Regions from separate parts of the Hordeum vulgare genome. Here regions 1 and 3 are each linked to region 2. A link is a contact called in public Hi-C and HiChIP or PLAC-seq data. All regions are on one chromosome and are shown on one strand. Each heading gives the region's core, a stretch centred on a gene start, on an enhancer-like site or on the middle of the called end of the contact. The rest is flanking DNA. Distances are from core to core; before and after follow the strand shown.

Evidence for each region. A called contact is a pair of places that touch in the nucleus more often than the background predicts. HiChIP or PLAC-seq counts read pairs in DNA pulled down with a chosen protein or histone mark.
Region 1: a contact with region 2 is called in an H3K4me3 HiChIP or PLAC-seq map of embryo, with 4 times the contacts expected there. The contact joins the promoter of LOC123399475 here to the promoter of LOC123399478 in region 2. A contact is called at or near these places in 2 of 6 Hi-C or Micro-C datasets (leaf and seedling) and 1 of 1 datasets of contacts at active chromatin or transcription factors (embryo).
Region 3: a Hi-C map of leaf shows a contact between it and region 2, with 2.8 times the contacts expected there. The contact joins the promoter of LOC123397594 here to the promoter of LOC123399478 in region 2. A contact is called at or near these places in 3 of 6 Hi-C or Micro-C datasets (all in leaf).

What each region holds. Positions count from the first base shown.
Region 1 is chr5H:480,009,083-480,012,587 of MorexV3_pseudomolecules_assembly, reverse strand. LOC123399475 (cinnamoyl-CoA reductase 1-like) reads left to right here and starts at 1,306. Exons shown (of 6, transcript XM_045093886.1): 1 at 1,306-1,468; 2 at 2,189-2,358; 3 at 2,826-3,011; 4 at 3,213-3,375. The coding sequence starts at 1,321.
Region 2 is chr5H:480,246,644-480,249,676 of MorexV3_pseudomolecules_assembly, reverse strand. LOC123399478 reads right to left here and starts at 1,381. Exons shown (of 9, transcript XM_045093890.1): 1 at 1,132-1,381; 2 at 1-944. The coding sequence starts at 914.
Region 3 is chr5H:480,383,864-480,386,997 of MorexV3_pseudomolecules_assembly, reverse strand. LOC123397594 reads right to left here and starts at 1,628. Exons shown (of 1, transcript XM_045092129.1): 1 at 752-1,628. The coding sequence starts at 1,564. The coding sequence ends at 911.

The DNA.
Region 1 (3,505 bases), core at 57-2,556, 240 kb after region 2:
TGCGCGTCCGCCGCCGGCTCAACGAGTGAGCTCGCCGGCGCTTCGGTAGACGCCGCGCCCGGCCGGCGCACTGCAACCTTCTTCTTCGGCTTCGAGCTGCCGGAGCCGTCCGTCGTCTTCTTCTTCGCGGATGTTTTTCCTTTCTTCCGCTCCAACGGTGCGGCGGCGGCACGGGACGGCGTCGGCGCGACACCACCCGTCGGCGTGGTCATCCGCGGCGGCAAGAAGAGGCTGCGCGCGAGGCCGACGGTCGGCGGAGCTCCGGCGGCCCGCCGCGCTAGGGTTTTCGGCGGAGGCGGCGGCGGCGGCTGCTGCTGCGGCGGCGGGGGGGGGGGGGGTCGCGGCTGTACAGCGGGGTCATGGTGGCAGGGGCGCTGGCGCCGGCGCGCGCGGGAGAAAGAAGGAAGAATAGGGAGAGTTCGCGCGCGCGCTCGAGTCTGCCGCGTGCCGAAGTGGACGCCCGAAATACACAGCGCGGGATGGGGCTATGACCAGCGCGCCCAAATCGTTTTAGCACGCGCGCTGGAGTCCGCGTTGCGCGCGCTATATTTACCTTTTTTGCCGCGCGGCGCTAATATAGCGCGGCTGTTGGAGATGCTCTTAAAACACGTTTGCGAAAAACGGTTTGTGTTGTATCCAGACAGATTTTTTTTAATTTAAACTATAAAATTAAATATATATATTTTATATTTTTTCCTTATCTTTTTTTCCCTATTGTCCATGTTCATAATTAGCTAAATTCGTTTCTATAAAGCCGACGAATAACGCGTGAAGCGGTCAAATACGGAGCCACCGGCGCGTTTACGACGGCTCGCCCAAAACGTTCTCGTCGTAGCTGGCTAGTTCCCGTCGTAGAGTTGTCTCAAGTCGAACTTGCTTAAGTTTGACAAAGCCTATAAAAAATATATTAACATCTACTCCTCCTTTGTCAAATATAAGTTTTTGTAGAAATTTCACTGATGATCACATACGAAGTAAAATGAATTAATATATATTTTTTAAAATATATATATATATACATCTATATATAATCTATAGTGAAAGCTACTTACATTTAAAAACGGAGGAAGAACATCACTAAATTATTAGTCTCTTAAGATTTATTATGAAATATATTCTCATATTATGTTTTTTTGATGTTATATACAATAGAGTTTAGCATATATATTTATGGAGTTGGTAAAACTTAAGCATATACATAACTTAAGACATGTTTCGAACTTTAATTATTTTGAAACAGAGGAAGCTGCTTATTTTCAGCAGCAGGCCACTACCAGCCCGTCTCTGGTTCCTTGCCGAGGTTGGGGCCCAGTCTTCTGGATGGGCTCTACTGGGCCGACGGGTCGTCTAGACCGTGGCGGCGCTGTAAAGGGAAATTCCGATGGAGATGGCGTACTTCGTCCCCGCAGGGCAAGCAGCGGCGGCGCCGGCGTCGGAGGACGAGAAGGAGCGAACAGGTGGCTGCGAGGTGCGCCACCGCTCCCTCCACGTGTTTTTGTTGCTCTCTGCACCGCTCTCCCGGATGCGTCCAAATCCTATTTTGTTTCGATGCACGCGCATTTCCTCAGTCGATTTCCACGTTTGCTACGAGCTGGCACTTTCAATTTGGCCACACACGCATCTCGGTGACCTCACCGCTACAGTGCACTGGTGGCGGCGGCGGGCAGGGGAGGGAAGATGGCACCGCCGCGGCGCGTGTGCGTCACCGGCGGCGGCGGGTTCATCGCCTCGTGGCTCGTCAAGCTGCTCCTCTCCCGCGGCTACGCCGTCAACGCCACCGTCCGCGACCCAAGTACGGACGCACCTGCCCGGCGAACTGTTCGCCTCACGCCTGCGCAACCGCCCCCCCCCCCCCCCCCCCCTTCCCCCTTTGCAGTTACAGTTGATTCAGTACCGTGTCATATGTGTGATTTGGATTTGCATTCATCCATAGTTGCAAATCGATCGGAGTTCCGTGTCCAGATGAGCTTTGCATTCATTCATGGTTGAAAATGAATCCCAGTCCTGTGTCGGTATGTGCTTCGCATTCATTCATAGAATCGTAGTGGCCGTCAATCAGTCGGGGTTCCGTGTCCGATTGAAGAAAGCAGGGCTTAATTGATCATGGGCGAAAGCGAACGGATAAAACAAAGTGCTTAGTCCACGGTTAAGTACAGCGTTCTGATTAAAGTCTGAAATGCTCTTTCAGGTGACCCCAAGAATGTCCACCTCAAGCAGATGGACGAGGCCCGGGAGAATCTGCACTTGTTCAGGGCCGACGTGCTCGACTACGACACGCTGACACGTGCGTTTGAGGGGTGTGAGGGGGTCTTCCACCTCGCCACTCCGGTGCCTGAAGATAAGATTGTTGATCCTGAGGCAGGTGTTCTTTCCAAGTGGCAACTAATGCTTCGGCGTCATAAAATCATTCCGTGTGTTACTGTAGCTACATTGTTTGGTACAGTAATGAACTTGTATTGACAGTGAAGCAGCGTTGTGAATTATACCTATTGGCACGCGTGTCATTCTTGATAGGGTGATGCATTTTCAATCCCATATAGTTTGGCATTTTTTGGTGCTTGCAAAGCTAGGCTCGCCGTAATATATGTTTGCAATACTAGCTCCTGGAGGACACTTGCACATCATATTATAGCGTTGGGAGTAATTAGTGCAATGCAAATAGTAGATTGGTATGTGCTTTGACCTTTGTGTGCTAACATTGTTTAGATTATCAAAAGTGTTAGAATTGCGAGCTGTCGGGATGCATTTCTTGTTGGCATTGTGAGTGTTGAACACTGTAGAATTGCTAGTACTCCTCTCACCGCAGTTTAAATGCATATGTGCAGTCAGAAGTATTGGCTCCTGCTGTGAAAGGTACTTCAAATGTGCTAAAGGCTTGCTCGGCTATGAAGGTTCAGAAGGTTATTGTCTTGTCATCCACTGCTGCAGTTGATTTCAACCCGAATTGGCCTCAAGATAAACTTAAAGATGAGAGTTGCTGGTCAGACAAAGACTTCTGCCAGAAGAACGAGGTTAGAGATGCTATTTAGTAAAGGAAATTTCCAAAGCACTATGCACGCATCACAATTCATGGCAGACACATGAGTACAAATTTTCTGGTTCCTTGTAGTGTTCGCTCTTTTGAAAGGCTTGTATCCATAACAAAAGAAAGTTTCCTTAGAGATAACTTCCACAAAGACTAAATTTTGACCTTTACTGATTTTTGCTTGCAGGACTGGTATTCTGTTGCTAAGATTGTGGCCGAACAGGCATCCTTTGAATATTCGGAGAAGAATGGATTAAATGTTGTTACGGTTTGCCCTCCTTTGGTTTTTGGTCCATTGTTGCAGCCTACTGTGAATACAAGTAGCAAATTCTTAATCTACGTTACTAACGGTAAATACTGATCTCTGTCCATTTGTTTCCTATTATTGCCTGAAATTTCACATTAATGAATATCACGCTTGACTTGGCAAGTTGGTCTAATCGAAGGCTAATCTATCATTTGGGGAATGAATGTGTCCAT
Region 2 (3,033 bases), core at 132-2,631:
GAATCAGCAATCTGGTCGACATGGTCATGCACGTTGCTCCCATCCTGCTCCACCAGCTCTGTGATTGCAGCATGGTCATGGTTGCCCTCGTCGGCGTTAATCACGGGATCAGTAGTCACACTTGTGTCAGCATCATGCTGTCCAGTCACCCCCAAAACAGCTGATCCATCTGTACCTGGCTTCATGATCTCAGCAACAACCTCTTCTCCTTTGCTCTGCTCGACGCTGCCCTCAGACTCCAAGACAACGGAAACAGACTCAGCATGTCTGGGGGGCTCATCTGAACCACTGGTCTCTGCTGGAGCATTCTCTCCATCCTGCTGTTCTTCAGGAGCAACAACCTCAGTGGCAGCACTTTTCTCACTTTCTCCATCCTTGGCATTAAGCACAGATTCCACCGCAGGTGGAGCAGAATCATCTTCAGCCTCAGCATGGTCGATCCTAAGTTCTGCTGGAGCATCTTGACCATCAAGCTCTCCAGCGGCAGCAGTTCCCTGCTCCCCCAGTCCAGCTTCAGAATTGTGGCTTGCCTCCCCTTGGACTTGGACCACACCATCGTCCTCAGACTTGTCCACCACCGCGGGGCTAGCATGCCCGTTGGAAGACGGAAGGCCAACGGCGCCGTCCAGAGCGGCCAATTCCCCACCGGCGGTGGGGTGATCTCCGCCGGCGTCAGCAGCCGGGGCTGCATTGGCCCGGGGCAGATCCTCCTCCTCCGAGCGGGAATCCGCCTCGGCCACGGCGCCCACGTCCGAGCCGGGGTCGGAGTGGCCGTCGGAGTCGCCGTTGACGATCACGAAGGGGCCGCCGACCCCCTCGCGCTCCTCCCCCGTGGGGGAGACCACCTTGGTGGCCGCCAATTCCGCCTTGGGCGCCTCGCCGGCGCCGCTGCGCGCCGTCCCCTCGGCCGTCATTGCCGCACAACTGCGGATCACGCCCCGATCCTGCACGCCACAGCCAAAAAAAAAAACAGCACCCATCCCGTCAGCCCCCGCCTCGCCCGGATCACAGATCAAACACGCAATCCGCCAGCGACGAACGAACCCAGCACGAAAACGAGGCCCTCGCCGCGCATAGATTGACAAAACCAACAAAAACATAAGAGAAGATCTCGAGGCAGGGAGCACTTACAACTCAGGCCGCGGATCCGGGCAGCTCCTCTCCCCCGCCGTCCTCCCCTCTCCGCTCCTGGCGCGTCGACGGGACGGGACGGGAAGCGAGATCGATCGGCGAGACGGATCTGCGTCTACCTCTGTCCCGCGGCGTCGGCTTCCGTCGTGGTGTTGTGTTTCTGTTGCGCGCTTTGGGTTGGGTTTTGGCGTGATTTATTCCGAGGGCTCCCCTGCTCAGATCTCTCTGCGCCTCCTGCCTCTCTCTTCCTGCGGGCGCTGGCCGCGGCTACTTGTAGTGGAGGGAGGGGGAGGCGTGGTGCGGCCTGCCTGCACCCAGCCGAAAAGCAGTTCGGATATGGACCCGATCCGCAAACAAACTGCCTCCCCTACGGGTCTTTTTTATTTTTATTTTTATCTGCTCCTCTTTGTTGGGTTGGAAACAAACTCTGTATGTACTCCTCTCGCGATTTCGTGTGGCCTGCGAGGTCCTGCTTGTAAAAGGCTTTGCAGGAGGCCCCGGTGTAAATGTGCACTCTTTCAGGTGTGTTTCCAGGAGCCTAATTGTAGTTGTAACCGTGTTGCCGGATAGGGCAAGGTGATCATACACCATCCAAGGCGTGATGAGGTTCTATGGGTAGATGGTTGTGAGATTATACTTGGAATGGATTTGAATTTTTGCTTTAAACTACAACCGTTGGTTAAGCGCGCGAATCCAATCAACGGTTGCTCTTGAGTTTGAAAAAAGGTGGCAAACGCCCGCCATGCAGTCACGTGCGTCGTCTATTCTTTTCCCGCGTCGTCCGCTCGTTTCCTCTTTCAGCTTGTGTGATAGCCCATGTCGGTCCTAGGTATTTTGGACTTCATCGGTGTTCTTAAAAGTTATTTTCTTCTATGTTATCATATAGAATGAGACGATACGCATCTAGCCTATGTTGATATTTTTTAAAGAGGTGATCGATTTGTAAAACGATGTCCGTTGGTTAAGCGTGCGAATCTAATCAACGGTTACTCTTGAGTTTGAAAATTGGTGGCAAGCATCCGTCATGAAGTCCCGCGTTTCTCCTATTCTTTTCCCGCGTCGTCCACTCATTTTCATTCTTGGCTTGTGTGATAACCCGTGTCGGTCCTGGATATTTCGGACTCCGTCAATTTTATTAGAAGTTAGTTTCCTTCTGTGTTATCATATGGAGTAAGACGATACGCACCTAGCCCATGTTGATAGTTTTTAAAAAGGTGATCGGTTTGTAAAACGATGACCATTGGTTAAGCACGGGAATCCAATCAACGGTTACTTTTGAGTTTGAAAAAAGGTGGCAAGCGTCCGTCATGAAGTCCCACACTTCTCCTATTCCTTTCCCGCGCCGTCCACTCATTTCCGTTTTCGTTTTGTGTGATAACCCATGTCGGTCTTGGGTATTTTGGACTCCATCAATGTTATTAGAAGTAAGTTTCCTTTCTGTGCTATCATATAGAGTAAGACGATACGCACCTAGCCCATGTTGATAGTTTTTAAAGAAGTGATCCGTTTGTAAAAAAATGATCGTTGGTTAAGCGCGGGAATCCAATCAACGGTTACTATTGAGTTTGAAAAAAGATGGCGAGTATCCACTATGAAGTCTCGCGCTTCTTCTATTCTTTTCCCGTGTCATCCACTCGTTTTCCGCTTTCGGCTTATGTGATAGCCCGTGTCGGTCCTAGGTATTTTTTGACTCCATCGGTGTTTTTAGAAGTTATTTTCCTTTTGTGTTATCATATACAGTAAGACAATACGCACTTAGCCCATGATGAAAGATTTTAAAGAGCTGGTCGGTTTGAAAAACGACGACCGTTGGTTAAGCGCGGGAATCCAATCAACGGTTACTCTTGAGTTTGGAAAAAGGTGGCAAGCGTACGACATGAAGTCTGGCGCTTCTCCTATTCT
Region 3 (3,134 bases), core at 379-2,878, 140 kb before region 2:
TAAAGCCCGTCCCGAAACCCGGCCCGACCCGGACTATGCCCAGGTTTAGGGGTGAGTCACAACCTCCCAATACCTAGAATGTTTTTTGGGGATCTGCAATAAGTGTCTCTTGGGATGTAGGCATTGAGGATTTGCTAGAGTTGCTCTTGGGGATCATGTTATTTTGTGTGCACTTCAACCATCTCCCATGTAATCTCCCCGCAATTATGTTTGTCTACTTTTCTCTCTTTTCTGAAAAGAGGGAAAGACTATCGGCCTTTGCATCAGGTGATGCACACGGTCATATACTATAGCATTTGCCAAGTTTTAGCACCACAATAATTTGTACATGTAAATTTTATCACAGTCTACAATTCAATAATATTTTAAATTCAAACCATCAAACATTATGATCCAAATTTGTATCATTTTTTCATACATTCCACATCACCTCACAAAATCATTACATGCAAAAATATGCTTAATTACATCGAAGGTTCGGGCAATCAAAGCTGAACTGAAGACAGAAGATTGTTTAACATTGGAGCAAACAAAAAGCTAAGCGTCAATGCAGCATTCAGATATCTAAACGGAATGCTACTCCCTCTGTTTGTAAATATAACTCTACAAAAACCTATATTTACGAATGGAGGGGAATAGGTTCAAAATTGTAGTACTTTCATGTAGGTTCAAACTTATATTTAGGGTCAGTATCTGTATATATGAGTTTTCACAATACAGATTGAACACGTGCACATCGAAGGATCAAGCATGCTGTACATATAACTCGTATGCAGTATATACACCGGTCGACCAACACAACGTATTGGACTAATTAATAACTCAATCAATCAACTAAACTAATCCATGATAACAAAAAAATTTGCTAACCACTCCCAAGAATCGAACCGTTGAATCGACACCGGGTTGCTCAGAAGTCATCGGCCTCCAAAATGGAGCTCAGCGTTGGGGTGACAGATGCACGGCGACGACGGCGAGTGCTGCTGCGGCTTCCACTCCAGCCAGTTCCCTTCCTCGCCTTCCCGGCTGGCTCATCGCCGCCGTGTTTGCCGTACGCATGGTGACGGTCCGATCCACCGTCCCGTCCGTCGATCTCGTCAGCGACAACGAGCGGCGCCACACGAGCCGCCGCCTTCCGTCGCTTGCTGTTGCCGCCGGGCACCCGGGCCCCGTTCTTGCGCCGCGGGGGTGACGCAACGCCGCTGGCGACGGCCAGCGCCGAGCTCGCTCTGGCGGCGAGCGCGGCCATCTCCGGCCCGGAGAGTGAGCGGCGGAGCGTGGACACGGGCAGCACGAAGTAGAGCCACCCGGGCTGGAGCGCCTCCTCGGCCGCAAGCGCGCGGGCGGGCACGTCGAAGCGGAGCTCGTCGGAGCTGCACAGGAAGACCGACGCGCCTGGGCGGCGCTCTTGGACGCTACCTAGGACCTCGCCCGCCGTGATGGGCGCCGTGAACTGCGCCATGGAGCCGTCTACGTCCACCACCTTCGCCGTCTTGGTGGCCACTGCCCGCCCTGACCCCGGCGCCGACGTCGACGCCGGCGAGCGCGAGACGCACGAGCCCATTTCTTCCCTCGCGATGACGTGTTCGTCGTAGCGATCGTGTGAGCAAGTGCAAAGTGGGTTGGTTGATCTGATGATCTGTTGGTACGAACCGGCGTGTGATGCAGCTTTTTATAGGTGAGAGTCAGAAACTCAGAAGCCATGGTGTGTTTATGCCATGACGCAGGCCAGTTCGTCATCCTGTCAGTGTCAGTGTCAACGGAGACAAGGAGAGTATACTTGCATTGCACTGCACTTGCAGACTTGGAGTAGTACTTGAAGGACAAGTTGTGGATGCTGGCTGCATAGTTTAGTGCTGACAAAGTCCACGCTGTCCGTGCCCGTGAAGCATCAACGTTCAAAAAGGAAATGGATAAACAACACCTATGACAACTTGTTAGCTAACTGTCAAAGTTAGGCTCCAATACTCCACCTTGTACAGGGGTTAAGATTGTTAACTAAGTAAAAAATATGATGTGACATGTTAATTAAGAAGAAACAGAGTAGTATGGTGTCCTCATAAGGAACCAATGCTAAACACGTGTACCTAAATGAAAATACAAATATGAGTCTATACCTACTTAAATGAAAAAAGCTTAGGCTCATCGTAATGGGGTATCATAGGTAGTATCATACATGTCAACTAGTCAATTTTAATAAAGTGACATAGAATTAAATGAAGAAAAAGAGGGTTAAGTATCATATCATGATACCATATCATATTAAATATTGTGCTACTACTCCTTTCGTTTTTAACTATAAGACTTTTAAGAGATTTTACTAGAGGACTACATATAGAGCAAAATGAGTGAATCTATACTCTAAAGTATGTTTATATACATCCGTATGTAGTCCTCTAATGGAACCTTTGAAAGACTTATATTTAAAAACGGAGGAAGTATGTGTCATGTAGTATCATACAGTAGTATCATATACATGATACTGCTAATATATTATAATTTCCATTATAGACAGTCATAAAGTAAGCATCAATGCATTGAAGGGTTTAGTAGGTAAGCATTTTAATGCACTTAGCATTTCATCTAAGCACTCATACATTAAAAGAGATCTTATGAGGGAGTAGTTATGCTCGGCCACGTTGTAGACTCCTAGTCGAAGGTTCGAAGAGGCTGACAGGCATAACGGATGGTGCAAGCATGGCCAGCTTAATAATTAATTAACGATGGAGACGTGACAGCGAGCAGCTTCGGAACAGAATACGCAGTACCAGACAGTGCCATGGATCGTCCGGGGTCATGGCTAATCGTGCCCATCGTCACGGCTTGCAGCAGCTGATTACGACGCATGGGTAGGGCCGGCTCTATATTTTTCGAGGTCTTTGGGCAAAGTTAAAAAATGGGTCATATAGATAATATATGTACGTATTTATGGAAATATAAACGCAAAATATAAAAGTTTACATCCGATCATACATTATTATTTAGAGACGACTATAAATAAAAGAGTAGCAAAATTTAAAAAATAATACTCGCTGCTAGTTTAATTACCTTAAATAAGAACGAAGTTCATATGAGTTCATGGACAATAATACTTCAGCGCTTTACAAAAAATCTTCTTCGGGCATTTCTAGATG